3 separate regions of the Mus musculus genome follow, and regions 2 and 3 are each linked to region 1. A link is a contact called in public HiChIP or PLAC-seq data. All regions are on one chromosome and are shown on one strand. The core of a region is the stretch at or near the end of the contact, and the rest is flanking DNA. Distances in the headings are between cores, read along the strand shown.

Region 1 (4,395 bases), core at 1,229-3,728:
TTTTCCGCCCAAGAAGCTGGAGCTGGAGGTACAGTCCCTCCCCACCGGAAGCTGTGGCCTCCACCTCTAGGTTTGGCCCCACCTCCTCTGAGGGTTCATGGGAGCTGCTTCTCCACGGCCCTTGTGGAGGTGAGTTGCTAGGAGCAGTCGCCTCACATTCCTCAAGTGGATTCAGGCAAATTCGCCTTGAGCCTGACTTTTCTGATCAGTGTATTTGCTTGTAGCATCCATTTCTGGACTTTGTAGTGAGGATGAAAGATGCCCTGAAACCACGTCCACAAACTCAGCATGAGCCCAGTATAAGACAGTGGTTAATGGCATCTTCTGCTCTGGCAAAGAAGGCTGCTCCATTGGCAGGCAGGCAGGCAGGCAGGCAGCACCACCTCATATGCCATTCGAGGGTCTGGTATGGTTGAACAAGGAAGTTCTTGCTGGGTGGGATACAGGGAGCATGGTGATGGTGTTACTGAGACCCCTCACCAAACTTGCTCATATTACACCACAGACATTGCCTTATGCAGGTCACACATGAAGAGAGCATGATCCACTGTCCCTGCAGTGACATGACTGGGGCGGGGGAGCCTCCCCGAGAGCTATCGGTCAATAGCCCTTAAGGTAGGCATCTCCCCGGCTGGTTATTCTTTCCCCTTTCCTGTGAATGCACTCAGAGCACTGGGAGCAAAGAGCAACAGAGACCATTCTTCCAAGCCTCCAAGACTTTACACCAGCCATTTTATCAGGAGCTTGCTAACAACAACAGTCTGGGCTTTCTCGCTCTCCAGTTCATATACAAAAAGACTGGGGGCCCAGAGGGGAGTCCAGCACCCTGACTCTTGGCCTTTACCTGTAACTCCGCCACGGCTTCCTGTGTGTGTGTGTGGGGGGGGGGGGTTTACAGTGGTAGACAGAGGTGGTATCAGTCCCAGGACGTGCAGGACCAGCCAGCATTGTATAACTCACTCTTTCCTTGTCCTGGAGAGGCCAGGATCACTTTGAGAAACTGATCTTCATCTTTCTCCTTGTTGTTACTGTCCTGGGCTGCTCCATCTGCTCAAGCCCCCACCCCCAACCCCCGAAAGGACACAGATCCTAGTTAACACCCAGTATCACCAAGAGGCTCAAAATTCAAGTTGTTCTGTAGCAGGTTCCTGGGAACACACATGGGCCCTGTCCTGATCTGAGATGCAACACTCCAACCTGTGTATGCTCCATTTGAAATGTCTAGATGCCCAGAACCCTGTTCTGGGGCCTCCCATGGAGACCTATTAGCACTGCATTACTTTTAAGTGTCTGCTGTATCCAAGTATACTCCCAAGTCGGACAAAGACAGAAAGCTCTTTGCAGGGAGAAAGAAGAGACCACAAGGGCTCTGTAGAGGGTCCTTAACCTCTGCTAATTAGTTAATTCCCCAGAGAGTGGGAAGATGTATGAGGTACCTGGGCAGGGCTGCAGCGAGTTTCTGCCCAGGTCTGCAGAAGGGAGGAGGGGAAGGCCTGCTTCCCTTTCCAGACATTGCTCTCTGTATTCTTCTCTTGGCATCTGGGCATGAGGATGTTGGTGGGCATTTTACTCAGTGAGGTAATCCTAGCACAGTCACAGTAAGCAGGCTAACTGCTACTGTTGGTAGTGACTGCTGTTTGCACTGGCTGTCCTCTGGTGAGAAGTGAGAAAGCAGAAGCAAACAGTTCTTCCAAGAGCCCGTCTCCTTCCATGGGACTTACTCCAGTGGCTGGAAGCCAGCAGCACCCACACACAGCTGCAGGGCTAGAGAGCCAGACTCCCAATTGGTCAGTGTTGGCAGCTGTCCTAGGGTTCAAAGGTATGTGATTCCCCATGCTGGTACTTCAAGCCTAATGTCCCTTTAATAGCTCTTGTCGAATTGCCATGGCTCTCCCTGGAGATTTTCATCACTATGGACAACCGCCATTATCGGACCTCCAGGGGAATGGAGATGTCTTTGGAGTCTGGATTCTGGGAAAGAGAGTTATAAAAGCGAGTGGAACTGATCCACCCCGGCTAAATATGAGCAACTCTGTAGTGTGCCAAGATACAGAGCCCAGCCACCATGAAGAAAATCTTTACACAAATGTATTCTGGGCTCAGGCACTTCTTATATGCTCATGCATATGCACACACACACACACACACACACACACACACACACACACACGAGAAAGAGGCAAAAGATTAAAAACAAATAGCTGTAAGTGGTTTCTTTTGACATAAAGGGGAGGGAAGAAGCTGGCCAAGCAAAGGGCTTAATTTTCAAGTTGAGAAATATAATAAAAAATGTAAATTAATTACATAAGGGAAGGTTTCAAAGGCTTTGCCATCCAAAGCGCATGACATTGAAAATGTTCCTCCTGGGGCTAAGGGTTGTAGCACAGATGGTAATGTTTGCTTAGCATGCAGGAGGCCCTGGGCTCCATCCCCAGCACCAAATAAGCCAGGTGTGCTGGAGAATGCATATGATCCCATATGGGAGGGTCAGAAGTTCAAGGTCATTCTTAGTCTTGTAGCTAGTTCAATGCCAACCTAGGGTGTGACAGATCTGGTCTCAAAACAAACCAAACAAACAAACAAAACCCAGGAAGTGCCTTTCCTTTTCTTACTACCTAGTTTGAAAGAGAAACCACTTTAACCTCCAAACCTTTAGTACCTAGTAAGAATGTGTTTCAGGTTCCTTAAGAAGCTTCCAGAGATAGTGGGCCTGCTCTAGTCCATGTGGGAGGTGCAGCTCCACCCTCTTCTCACTGTGCTCTAGCACAGGCAGTGGCAGCTTCCCCCCCAACCCCCCACCCAGTACAAGGTGCTCTAGAGATTGGAAAGATGAGGGGCTCTAAGCCAGGAAGCCCTATTCAGCCAGGTTTTGTATAATGGAAGTATTGTCCAGCTCTGCATATGTCACGGGTTCTTATCCTTGGGCAGTTCCTTTCATGCCAGACTACACTAAACCCCACCTACAAGGTTCTGCCCCTGGGTGTGATTTGAGAGGGGGTTCCAAACCCTCCTGACTGTAAGTTTCTTTTGACATGAAGGCACCTCCCGTAAACTTCCTGAAACATTCAGTGTATTATGAGGAACCTATAGGAAAAAGGGTTCAGTGTCCATAGTTTTTACCAGGCAGGGTCAACCATCTCCTCTAAAGACCATGCACATGTTAAGAGCTAACCTCAGAAAGCCAGGGTCTGATCCTGAAATCCACAGCTGGCAAATAATTCAGCCGAACAAAGCACCTTTTCCCCTTTGAGGAGCTGCAGACGGAAGCCCAGGACTTCTGGAAAACCAGAGCACTGCTACCCTGAGCCACACCCCAAAGGAATCCAGAGGGAAGGCTGGTCCTGGAGGGTTAGACAGAACACCGTGGGTAACTGAAAAATGGAAGTGTGAGACTCCAAAGCAGTAGGCTGTCCAAAGCCAGATCCAGTGTGCGCAGAAATCAAAAGGCCAGTGTGGTGGCATGTGCCTAAAATCCCAGCATTTGGAAGGCTGGTGCAGGAGAGAATCATGTGTTCTCGGCCAGCCTCGCCTATAAAATGGTTTCATGGCACTGGTGTTTCCATGTTTAAAAAGTGAATCTCTGGGATTAAAATGTATGCAATACATTTATTATAATTTTAAACACATTTTCATAAAATTTTAGCTTTTAGAAAGTATGATGCATATAATTTACAAGGAATAATATACAATGTTTTTCATTGGAATTCTGAATAATTGCTCAATGTTTACAGAATGCTTTTGTAGTTTGCCCCTCTTGAGCAGGGAACCTGCAGGCAGGTACAGTTCACCCATGGCTTAACACAGTCAGATAACGATAAATGTTTGGTTACTACTGTGTTTAGCAGTCACTCCATTTGTTGAGTGGATGTGGGCTACTGGTCAGGAGAGGACATGGGAAATGGTTCAGAGTTAATTAGGAGTTGCCTTCCCATTGGTGGGTTCAGAATCAGAAGTGCCATCCTGGGGGTGCAGCTGGCATGGGGACATCATCTCTCAACTGCTGTCCCGAGAAAGGCCAGACGTGCTTCCAGGGGCACTGGCCATTACAGTTTCTCCTCTGGCTGATTTGGTGAGTTGTTCATTCTCTTGGTAGTTAATCCCACCTTTGCAAGAACCCAAGCCTCCATTGTTCCCCAGAACCTCGATGCTAAGATGCAATGTTTGGAGGGGTAGGCAAACCACTGGCCAGTGCTTTCACGGGCATCTTATCACGAACGCCTTAAGCTCATCGTTTGTAAAACTCAGGGCACGGTGCGGACCTCGGTCCATCTGTGCTCTCTCGTGCAATGACAGCTTGCCCACTTGGACCAGAACACAGATAGTGTGTTTCCTGCGGTGGCATCCAAAGCATGGCTTTTGAGTCTCTCATGCCTGAAGTATTTATGGGTGTAATTG
Region 2 (4,395 bases), core at 638-3,137, 640 kb before region 1:
CCCCCCCCCCCCCCATGGGAAGCTTGTTAGAGAATTAAACATCTTTGTCTAGGTTATGGATTCTATAGACTTGGCAGAGGATGAGGTAGGTTTGTCTACCAGAGAAGCAGGTAGAGGCCTAAGATAAGATTATTTATGGTAGACAGTTGAGTTCATATCTTGACTCTGTCCCTTAAGATACTGACCTAGCACTGCTCACTAGATTTTTTTTCAAACTACATTTTTTATGTATATGTTATATATATCTGTGTGTGTATGCAAGCATCACATGTCACAGTTTGCCTGAGAGGTCAGAGGATAGCTTGCAGGACTTGGTTTTCTTCCTCCACCATGTGGGTCCCAGGGACTGAACTCGGGTTATCTACCTTGCAATGCAATCAACTTTACCTGTTGGAGCCCTTTGAGATTCCTATTCACTTAAAAATAAACAGACAGAAAACAAAACATCAATGCTCTCCTTTGAAGAAACAGATCATATGGACTTTGTAGGCTTGTCTTAAGGACTAACATATTCTTCAGGGAAAAAGTATTTAACAGGCAGTGTATACTGTGCATGTTCATGCTCCACGTAATTTGGTTGTTAGGACTGACTAGTAGGATCAATGGTTGTGTAGAAATAGAAAATTAGTACAAGCAAAAGAGAATTAACTGGCTGAGTAGGGGGGAAAGGACAGTAACTATGATCAGAAAATGAGATGTTTGGAATTAGTTTCAACTGCTTCAACTATCCTGGAGAGAGTGGCTACACTGTTGCAAAGGTCAAATTCACTAAAGATGAGGTCTTAGAGCTGAGCTACCAGTGTACTGGGCAACCCCTCAAAATTGTTTTATATATGTGTGTGTGTGTGTGTGTATCTATCTATAAAGATCCGTTTTCTCTTTTGAATAGGGTGAATTCGTGGTACAGACTTGGCTTTGGAGCTATAGGAAGATGCTGACCCCAAAACTTGACCCTGATTTGAGACATGCGTGACTACTCAAACTTCTTAAAACAGGCTATAGTGGAAGTAGTGTCTTTAGCGTAGGTCCAGGTTTTATTATTAAATAATACATACAAGAACCTGTGCTCTAAAACGGGGCACTCCAAGACCATAAATTCTCCCTGAATATCCACTTGAATATGGCTTTCCTGATCCACCTCGAGCTGAGATTAGCAGTGAGTTAGGACTGTCTCCCGCTCAGCCCTGGGATGGCAAATCCCAAGGTTTTTCCTAACCTCAGTTGGAGCAGGAGGGAAGGAGCCGAAAAACGAGGCTATTCTCAGTGTGCAGGACGAGTCATCCTCTAAGAGATGCTTATTGCTTCCATCAACAAACATGAGCGGAACTCACAAGCACTAAACCCCAGTGATACTCCGGACCACCGGGAGATTCGCGGCCACATTCCGGGTCAAGACTAACATCAGCAGGTTACCCAATGGCGGCGACTTTCAAAAGTTTCCTCTGCTTTGCGGAGGTGAAACGTCAGAACTCTGAGAGCAGTAAGGTTCCTTTGGGACGGCCCCAGGCCCTTGTCGTCCAGTTCCGGTGTCCAGCTCCGTACACGTGGGCGCTTTGCCGCTTGAGGGGCGGGGCAGGAGCAGAACCTCCGCTGGAGGGCGAGGCCCGCCCCGCCTTCGGGGCTCCCATGGCTCCCCGCGCACCACTGCCAGATGCTGACGTGTCCTTTCCTTCCCACTACACCTCCCGACACCACCTTCTCAAGACTTCCCCGGAAGTCCCGCCTCAAAACCATCCCGTCACCGCAAATCAGCTCTTTCAGCGCTTCCTGGAGCTCCGCACCCGTTTTGGGACCAAAGGGCGGAGCTTCATAAAGAGAGTGCCTATTGGCTTGAGTTCCAGCGGGTTCTGGACGCTAATTGGCTAGAGGGCGGTGGCGCTCTGGCACGCTTGCGCGGCGAGTAGAACGTGTGGCGGCGGCGGAGATCGCGTCTCCTCTTTTGCTCCCAGTCCCGCTGGTGTTCTAGTGTGCGCCTGGCGCTTCTGTCCAGCCCACCGACGGTAGCCTGTCGCCTGCCTGCTCCTTGTCGCTGCAAGCGCCGACACCCACCCTGACACTTCCAGTCCGGCCGGCCGCCCCACTCGCTGCCTTTCCAGCTCCACACATGGCCTCCTCCGCGCAGAGCAGCGGCTCCTCCGGGGGACCCGCGGTCCCCACCGTGCAGCGGGGCATCGTCAAGATGGTGAGAGCGGGACCCTGGACCCGGACCCCTCTGCTGCTTTGGAGCAGGAGCCAGGCATTGACTTCCTTCTCTCCCGTCAGCCTGCATGGTCTCAGTTTGCTTTTCCTCTGCCCCTTCCTCACTCTCCACCTACTCTCCGAATCTTCACCAGGCAGAACCCGAGAACGAACTTATCTTGACTTTTGCCTCCCGGGCAACCTGTCCATGATTCGCTCGCTGTGATTTTCGTGGGTCGCGGCTTTCGGAGCCCCTACCTGTTTACCAGAAGCAGGTCTATTACCGGTTCATTAACGGAGATAGTTCACGGATAGTTACTCCCATCCCCCTCTTTCTGTCCATTTTGACATATGCCGATTAGTTCGCAGTTTCTCTAGATCCGGACATCTTTTCCTGGAACCCCGGGAGTGCTTGGCTGTCACGAAGCTTGTCTCTGTCCACTGACTCACTTATTCACCCAAAGTTTTCTCAACTCTTTCCCCCTTTTATCTCAATGTCTAGTTTCTAGGCCTGGAAGCTCCTGATTTTCGTGTATTTTTAAATTAAAAATTTAGCCTGGCAGGGATCTTATACTAAGTAGCATTTCTTCACTTCTTAAGGACAAGGAGCCTGTTTTTAAAGAGAGTAACTAACTTGCCTTAAGGGCACATGGCGGTTTGGAGTGGAGCCAATAATAAGAGTCCAGGTGTTCTGATTCCCTGTGTAGGGTTCTTATTATAGATCCTGCTCACTTACCTTTGCTTTCTTTATTCGGAATTTTGAATTCCATCACCTCCACTTCCACACTAATTTTGTAGCATAAGTTCTGTTCTATTTCTTATATTGTTTCTCCTTTTTTTCCTCCCACATCTTGAGGTCTGACATTTCTCGTTTGTTAACAGATTTTTCTGTTTAAGATGGCTGTGATCTTTTCGATTGCTTTTCATATTGTAACTCCAACGACTTTTCTCTCCAGAGTGGAAGACAGTTTCCCCAGAGAGCCAGTTTTTGAAACTTTTTTTGTTTTTGCTGTCCCTGTTGTCTTTCTCAGGATTAATATACTCTGCAGGGGGATCCGGGGAGATGGCTCAGTGGATACAGGTGCTTGCTGCTCAGTCCTGAGGACCCCGGTTCGCATCTTCACGGCACACATTAAAGCTGGACGTGGCTGTTCCACTGCCTGGAACCTTTGTGCTGCACGTGGCGCTGGTGGACCCTGGGCTTTTGCTGTTCCACCAGCCTAGCTAAAAATATCAGGCTTCGGGTGCATTGAGAGAGAGAGACCTTTTCTCAAGTGGGTGAAGAGCAGTAGAGGAAGGCACTGATATGGATGCTTTCCTGTGCTCCAGCATCTTTGGCCCTCTGCATGGGTGTTCAGGCACAGGTTCCCTATCAGGCACCCACATATGTGTGCACACATGGACACCCTTTTTAATTATTTAATGTGATCACACTGTCACTCTTTTCACACACACCAGAAGAGGGCATTGGATCCCATTACAGATGGTTGTGAGCCACCCTGTGGTTGCTGGGATTTGAACTCAGGACCTCTGGAAGAACAGTCTGTACTCTTAATGCTGAGCCATCTCCCCTGCTCCACATGCACACTCTTGAACATGAATATTCTGCCGCTTGTGTGTGAGGTTCTTGAGATATTCAATATTGCCCTTTTGCCTTTCTATTTATATCTAGACAGTCAGAATTCATTAGATTCAATGAGTAGGGAGTTTCCAGGGTCCGTGTTTTCTCTCTGAAATTTTGACTCTTGAAAGGATTTTCCTGAACTGCTTCCTCTTTCCTTGCCCTTTTCATTGGTACCAGTCTTCTCTTCATTATAGGAACAGAGTGTCACTTAGCTGTCTGGTGTGGTGTTACTGGCCTGCAGTAATTTTTTTTTTTTTTTTTAGTTTTCTTGCTAGGGCTTGACTTTTTCTTAAAGGTCTCTTTTGTAGGAAAGAGGCTATAGGAAGCCTCCAGGGTATCTGGGTTCTCTGAGGTGACTTCCTTTTCACGGATAACAATCCCCTGAGGAGACTGTATTATCAGCGGTCACTGTCACATTTTCAAGTGGGTTCTCTCTATATATTATCTCATCTAGAAAGTGATGTCTAAGCTGAGGTTTTGATAGGCTAACTTACCCAGACAGGTACCTTTTTATTAGTAAGAAGAAGTAGAGCTGAAACTTGAACCCAGGGCTGCCTGCCACCACACACACCAGTGTAAACCATGCTGTGAGG
Region 3 (4,395 bases), core at 1,354-3,853, 570 kb before region 1:
AGACCACGTTTTACACTTATACCCATCACAGTTCTTTCTAGCATCGTTGAAGGTTTTAGTGGCTGATAGGCAGCTGTTGATTTTTGTTGTTTTTTATGGACAGCACATCTGGAGAAGCTGAGGTGAGTGGGTTAGTCACCATCAGTATTTACTTGCTTTCTGATACAGTTCTGGGATGTGAAACCTTCTCATGAACTTTGAAGCATAGTAGAAGCACATGAATAATTTCACTGCTACAAAAAGTTTCAAGTTTAGGAAGAATGCATAGTCTGAGAGTTTCTTTGAGGAAATGACATTTAAAACATTGATGACAATCGGGTGAGTTTGGGGGAACCAGAGAATGTACAGCCCCCGAGGACAGTGTGTGAGTGGCATGCCACCTGAATGACAGGAAATTACAGGCAGGGCCAGGACATGTATGTGTCCTGTGAACATTTCCGGACATGAAATGAGGGCCTTGATGATGAATAGTAGAGCAGGTAGCTAGGTGCGAGGGTACGAAAACAAGAGCCCTTGGTTGGTAAGCAAGGGTCAGAGGTCAAGAGTTTATGCTATGTTTTAAGTTTTGTCTTGACGAATTTTAAGCCGAGGAGAAAGATGTGTTTAGAGTTATGAACTATTATGTCAGTGATTTGACTTACAAGATATGAAAGTAATTTACATTTGTACAAAACTAATCTATTAGGAGTAATTGTGGATTTTCTTTTGATAAGCCTTAATTGACCAAGTACCTGGGGAGACTGTGACAAACGAGAGCTGTAGCTGTGCCTCCAGCAGTCCCTCTGGGTCCTGGAGGGTTCAGAGGATTTTCCTTCCTCCTTAGAAGAATTCCCACGAGCTCTTACGAAGAGCATGAGATTCTCTTCAACATTTATTCTAAAGTTTACAAAGATTTACAGTATGGGTATAGGAAGAAAACTTGTCTCTAGTTCCCAATGGTGCTGTAATTTATATAGATGTTGAAGCTTGGGCAGCAGACATAACTAAGAAGCCCAAATTGAGTATTCAAGGTAGAAGCAGGCATAGTGGTATACACCTTAAATTCCAGCCTCTTGTAGGCAGAGGTAGGTGGATCTCTGTGCATTCGAGGCCAGACTGGTCTATATACAGAGTTCCTGGACAGTTAGCATGTCAGGGCTACATAGAGAGGAAAAAAAATAGTTCTCTTTTGTTGTTGTTGTTGTTGTTGTTGTTGTTTGTTTTTTAACTTAAAAATATTCAAAGTAGAGCTCTTACTGAGGTTTAGTACCTGTGCTAGTTCATTTGGTATGTTAGTACAAATCAGAAAGGGATGTCCTTTCCCCTAGAGCCTCAGCTCAGTCAGGGCTTGGCACACAGAGGGGAAGCTGAATTTCAGCTCCTCTTCTGTCTCTGTCCCTTTGGCTCGATGCCCTTGTGTAAGATGCAGCTTGCACAAGAATATATTCCTGCCCTAGTTAGACCAAGATCTGGTAGGCTCTCCAAGGAAAAGATGGTGTATTGTTGGGAGATGGGGAGTAGCCCTGTAGTCTCAGAAACCCCGAATGCTAGGATGGTTTGGGGATGAAGGTATGTGGTAGGTGGATTGTACCAGGCCTCCAGGCATGCACTTGGGAAATTACCTTTTGTGTAAGTAACCAGGTACTTTCTCGAGGGTCAATGGCTTGGAAATGGAGAAAGGTATAATCCAATTGCTTATGGTATGAGCACTCTTAAGCAAAAGAGCCATGTGGGAGAGAATGCAGATGCAGAAGCTGGAGGATAGATAACAGAGGAGACTTGAGTGAGCAGTGTGATGGGCAGGCAGATGGCCTTAGCAATTCCTGCCATACGGCCGGCTGACCTGAGCTCCAGATGAGGACCCAGTGATGTTACTTTTAGAAAAGTATGTGGCACATTCGCTTCACTGTTTCTCTTCCTCCTTCCCTAGAAATTTTAGTAGTCTATCATTAGTTAAGCACATCTTCTGGACAACATCTAGAAATAGCATGGCAGTGGGGTGTGGGTGTGGGGGCTCTGGGGTGGGGTGGAGTCAGGGTGGTGTAATAGGAAAAATTGGATGGGGGGGGTACCATTTCTTAAATTTTACAGGGAAACAAGGTTTTGCCCAGGGCTAACTGTACTTTCTCCCTTCTGCTCTGGTTATTTTCTAATTGAGCTAGACGAAGCATTTAAAACACCAGAGCAACTGTTTTTTCTCCTAGGGCTTTCCTGGATTGCCTGGCAGATCCTGTGTTGTGATAGGAGTGTGGTTCGTGGTGGCTGGTGGGATGGGAGGATTAAATGCATGAGTGTGTGTAGTTAGTAGTCCCTCAAGCATTCGGGTGGGTGTGACTGCAGGTGTTGGTCTTGCTTCTGGATGGTTCAGGGTGAATCTAGTGTCCGCTCTTAGGAGCTATGCACTCCTTCAGGCTGAAAGCCTGTTTACAACTTACATGTGATGCTCTTGTGAACCTGCACAGGCATTGGGGTTTCTCTAAAGGCAGAGCTTGCTTTATCCAGTTGTTTGCCATAAAGAAGTAAGTCTTAGAGAAAGGCTCTGGCTTTTCTGAGCTGCTGCCTTGAAGGAGATAGTACATTGTGCAATCTTAGGGCTTCCTAGGGAGCTCTTGGCTTTGATCTGAAACTGGAAAGCCTAGTGCTCCATAGCCCAGAGCTTCCATAGGCTTTGTGTTACACTTGGAGTGTTAATGACAAAGGAAACAGCCCCCAGGCATCCAGTGCAGGGGCTGACTTATTTCCTCCTGAAGTCTGCTCTTGGAGTGCTATTGTAGTTGTTGGCACAGAGAGATGGAGCTGAAATTTACCTAAAAAACAGGTAGAGTGTTTGCTCAGCCCCGGGTGTTTCGTGGATTACGTTTGCTTTTGGTTGCAGAGCCTCTTCTCTGGCTCTGTTGTGCAGTGTGTCTGGCTCTCCCTTTTCTCCCTTGGACTCTGTCTCTGGCTTGGTACTCAGGAAAAGTGGAAGTCCAAGGGTAGAAGCTGGTCCTGTACTGCTATTGCTGTCTGTTCATTTCCATTCCCTGTCCTTGAGCTTCTTCACTCTGAACTCACCATAAAGATTCTTTCACATCACGGCCTGTAAACATTCAGGCCTGGGCAGTGAAGGGTCTTTCTAAGCTTGTGTCCTTGCTGCTTTTACTTTGGGTGTCTCTCCCAGGTCTGTGCCCCCTGGGATTCTTGGACAGGCACTTTGGCAGAGAGGAACTGCAGGTAAGTACATTACTAAGGATGCCCTGGAAATCTCAAAAGCTTTTTTTCAGAGGCAAGGCTGATTCAGGTTCTGATAACTCCATCTGTTGTGTAGGACCCTGGTGTGCTTTGCCATTTAGACACAGTTACAAGTGGTTCTCAGCCCATTCCCTCTAGTTTTGACTTTTGAAAGAAAGATGAGTGGTCCTTCTGGATCCTCAGTCAGACCATGTGGCCACTAAGATGCATACCAAGAGAAAGCTGTGAGGTTAGAGTCCCTAAGCAAAGTACGGGCAAACCAATAAACCCGGTAACTGTGATCTCAGGCTTGTAACTGGAAACATAAGGCAAACAGCAAATTAGAGAGGGACTCCAGCTTGGCATTAAGGACCTTGGAGACAAGCAAAAGCTCTTTGAAATGGATATAGCATTCCACCCGTTTCCAATGGAGAGATTTGGGGACTGCGGCAGTGTGATCAAAAGACATGGAACGTGTCAGAGTGCTGGCAGAGGCTTTCTGTACCCGGTTCCAAATTGTTTGATCTGGGCATTTTTGAGATGAACACTTGAAACTTCCTTTATTGAAGGCTGAAAAAAATTTCTATTAGGAAATGGGCATAACTCACCTATTTAAGATTCCAAAATGTGCATGTGCTGTTTTTGAGATTACTATCCAGGTGCCATCACTTAAATCACTGCTGTGATCTGCTTCTCAGCTGAGAGGTCACTGGCCAGCAAGGCTGGCTCCTTGTGATGAGGTCAAGACACTGAGTATCTAGACAGAGCAGTTTCCTAAAATGGACACGCCACTGATCTTGGTCGGGATATTTTAAACTGGAAAAGACAGCATGTGCCTGTCTTGTTGCATTTGATTTCTTTCTTCTCTGTCTTACAAATTATATTTCCTTCCATTCCTTGAGCCAGAGATCCCCTTGCCTCTTTCTTTCAAATCATATTTGTGGGATTTTAACAACCTCCTGGTGGGACTTGGTGGTTAATCCCCCGAACCTTGTGCATTTACCTTTTCCAGCCCATCTCTCTTTTCTCTGTTCCTTTAATCATCACTATCACACAGTTGTAACATTTTCAACTTATCTAAATCTTGCTCATGCTGTGTGTTCATGTTTCTTTCCACTTCTCAGTCTCGTTGAGCTGTAGTGATTCTCTGTTGTTTCTGGAGTTGGCGGCACCATCATTTACTGTTCTCTGACCTCTCTCTGTGCC

Evidence for each region. HiChIP or PLAC-seq counts read pairs in DNA pulled down with a chosen protein or histone mark.
Region 2: an H3K27ac HiChIP or PLAC-seq map of embryonic stem cells shows a contact between it and region 1, with 5 times the contacts expected there. The contact joins the promoter of Snd1 here to the enhancer-like site in region 1. A contact is called at or near these places in 2 of 39 promoter capture datasets (cranial neural crest and embryonic stem cells), 7 of 115 datasets of contacts at active chromatin or transcription factors (astrocytes, bone marrow-derived macrophages, embryonic forebrain and 3 more) and 1 of 9 other capture datasets (embryonic stem cells).
Region 3: an H3K27ac HiChIP or PLAC-seq map of embryonic stem cells shows a contact between it and region 1, with 2.5 times the contacts expected there. The contact joins two enhancer-like sites. A contact is called at or near these places in 1 of 39 promoter capture datasets (cranial neural crest), 2 of 115 datasets of contacts at active chromatin or transcription factors (astrocytes and embryonic stem cells) and 1 of 9 other capture datasets (embryonic stem cells).

The regions. Positions count from the first base shown.
Region 1 is chr6:29,115,878-29,120,272 of GRCm38.p6, forward strand. No RefSeq gene overlaps it. Among named protein-coding and RNA genes, the nearest start is that of Gm25589, 4.5 kb to the left of the region's middle. Within about 2 kb of position 2,479, at least 71 of the 459 cell types and tissues checked have an H3K27ac peak or open chromatin away from gene starts, as enhancers often do. A contact at or near this core is called in astrocytes and embryonic stem cells, where this site is marked.
Region 2 is chr6:28,478,461-28,482,855 of GRCm38.p6, forward strand. Snd1 (staphylococcal nuclease and tudor domain containing 1) reads left to right here and starts at 1,888. Exons shown (of 24, transcript NM_019776.2): 1 at 1,888-2,182. The coding sequence starts at 2,105.
Region 3 is chr6:28,548,163-28,552,557 of GRCm38.p6, forward strand. The region is part of intron 10 of Snd1 (staphylococcal nuclease and tudor domain containing 1); the gene reads left to right. Among named protein-coding and RNA genes, the nearest start is that of Snd1, 70 kb to the left of the region's middle. Within about 2 kb of position 2,604, at least 23 of the 459 cell types and tissues checked have an H3K27ac peak or open chromatin away from gene starts, as enhancers often do. A contact at or near this core is called in embryonic stem cells, where this site is marked.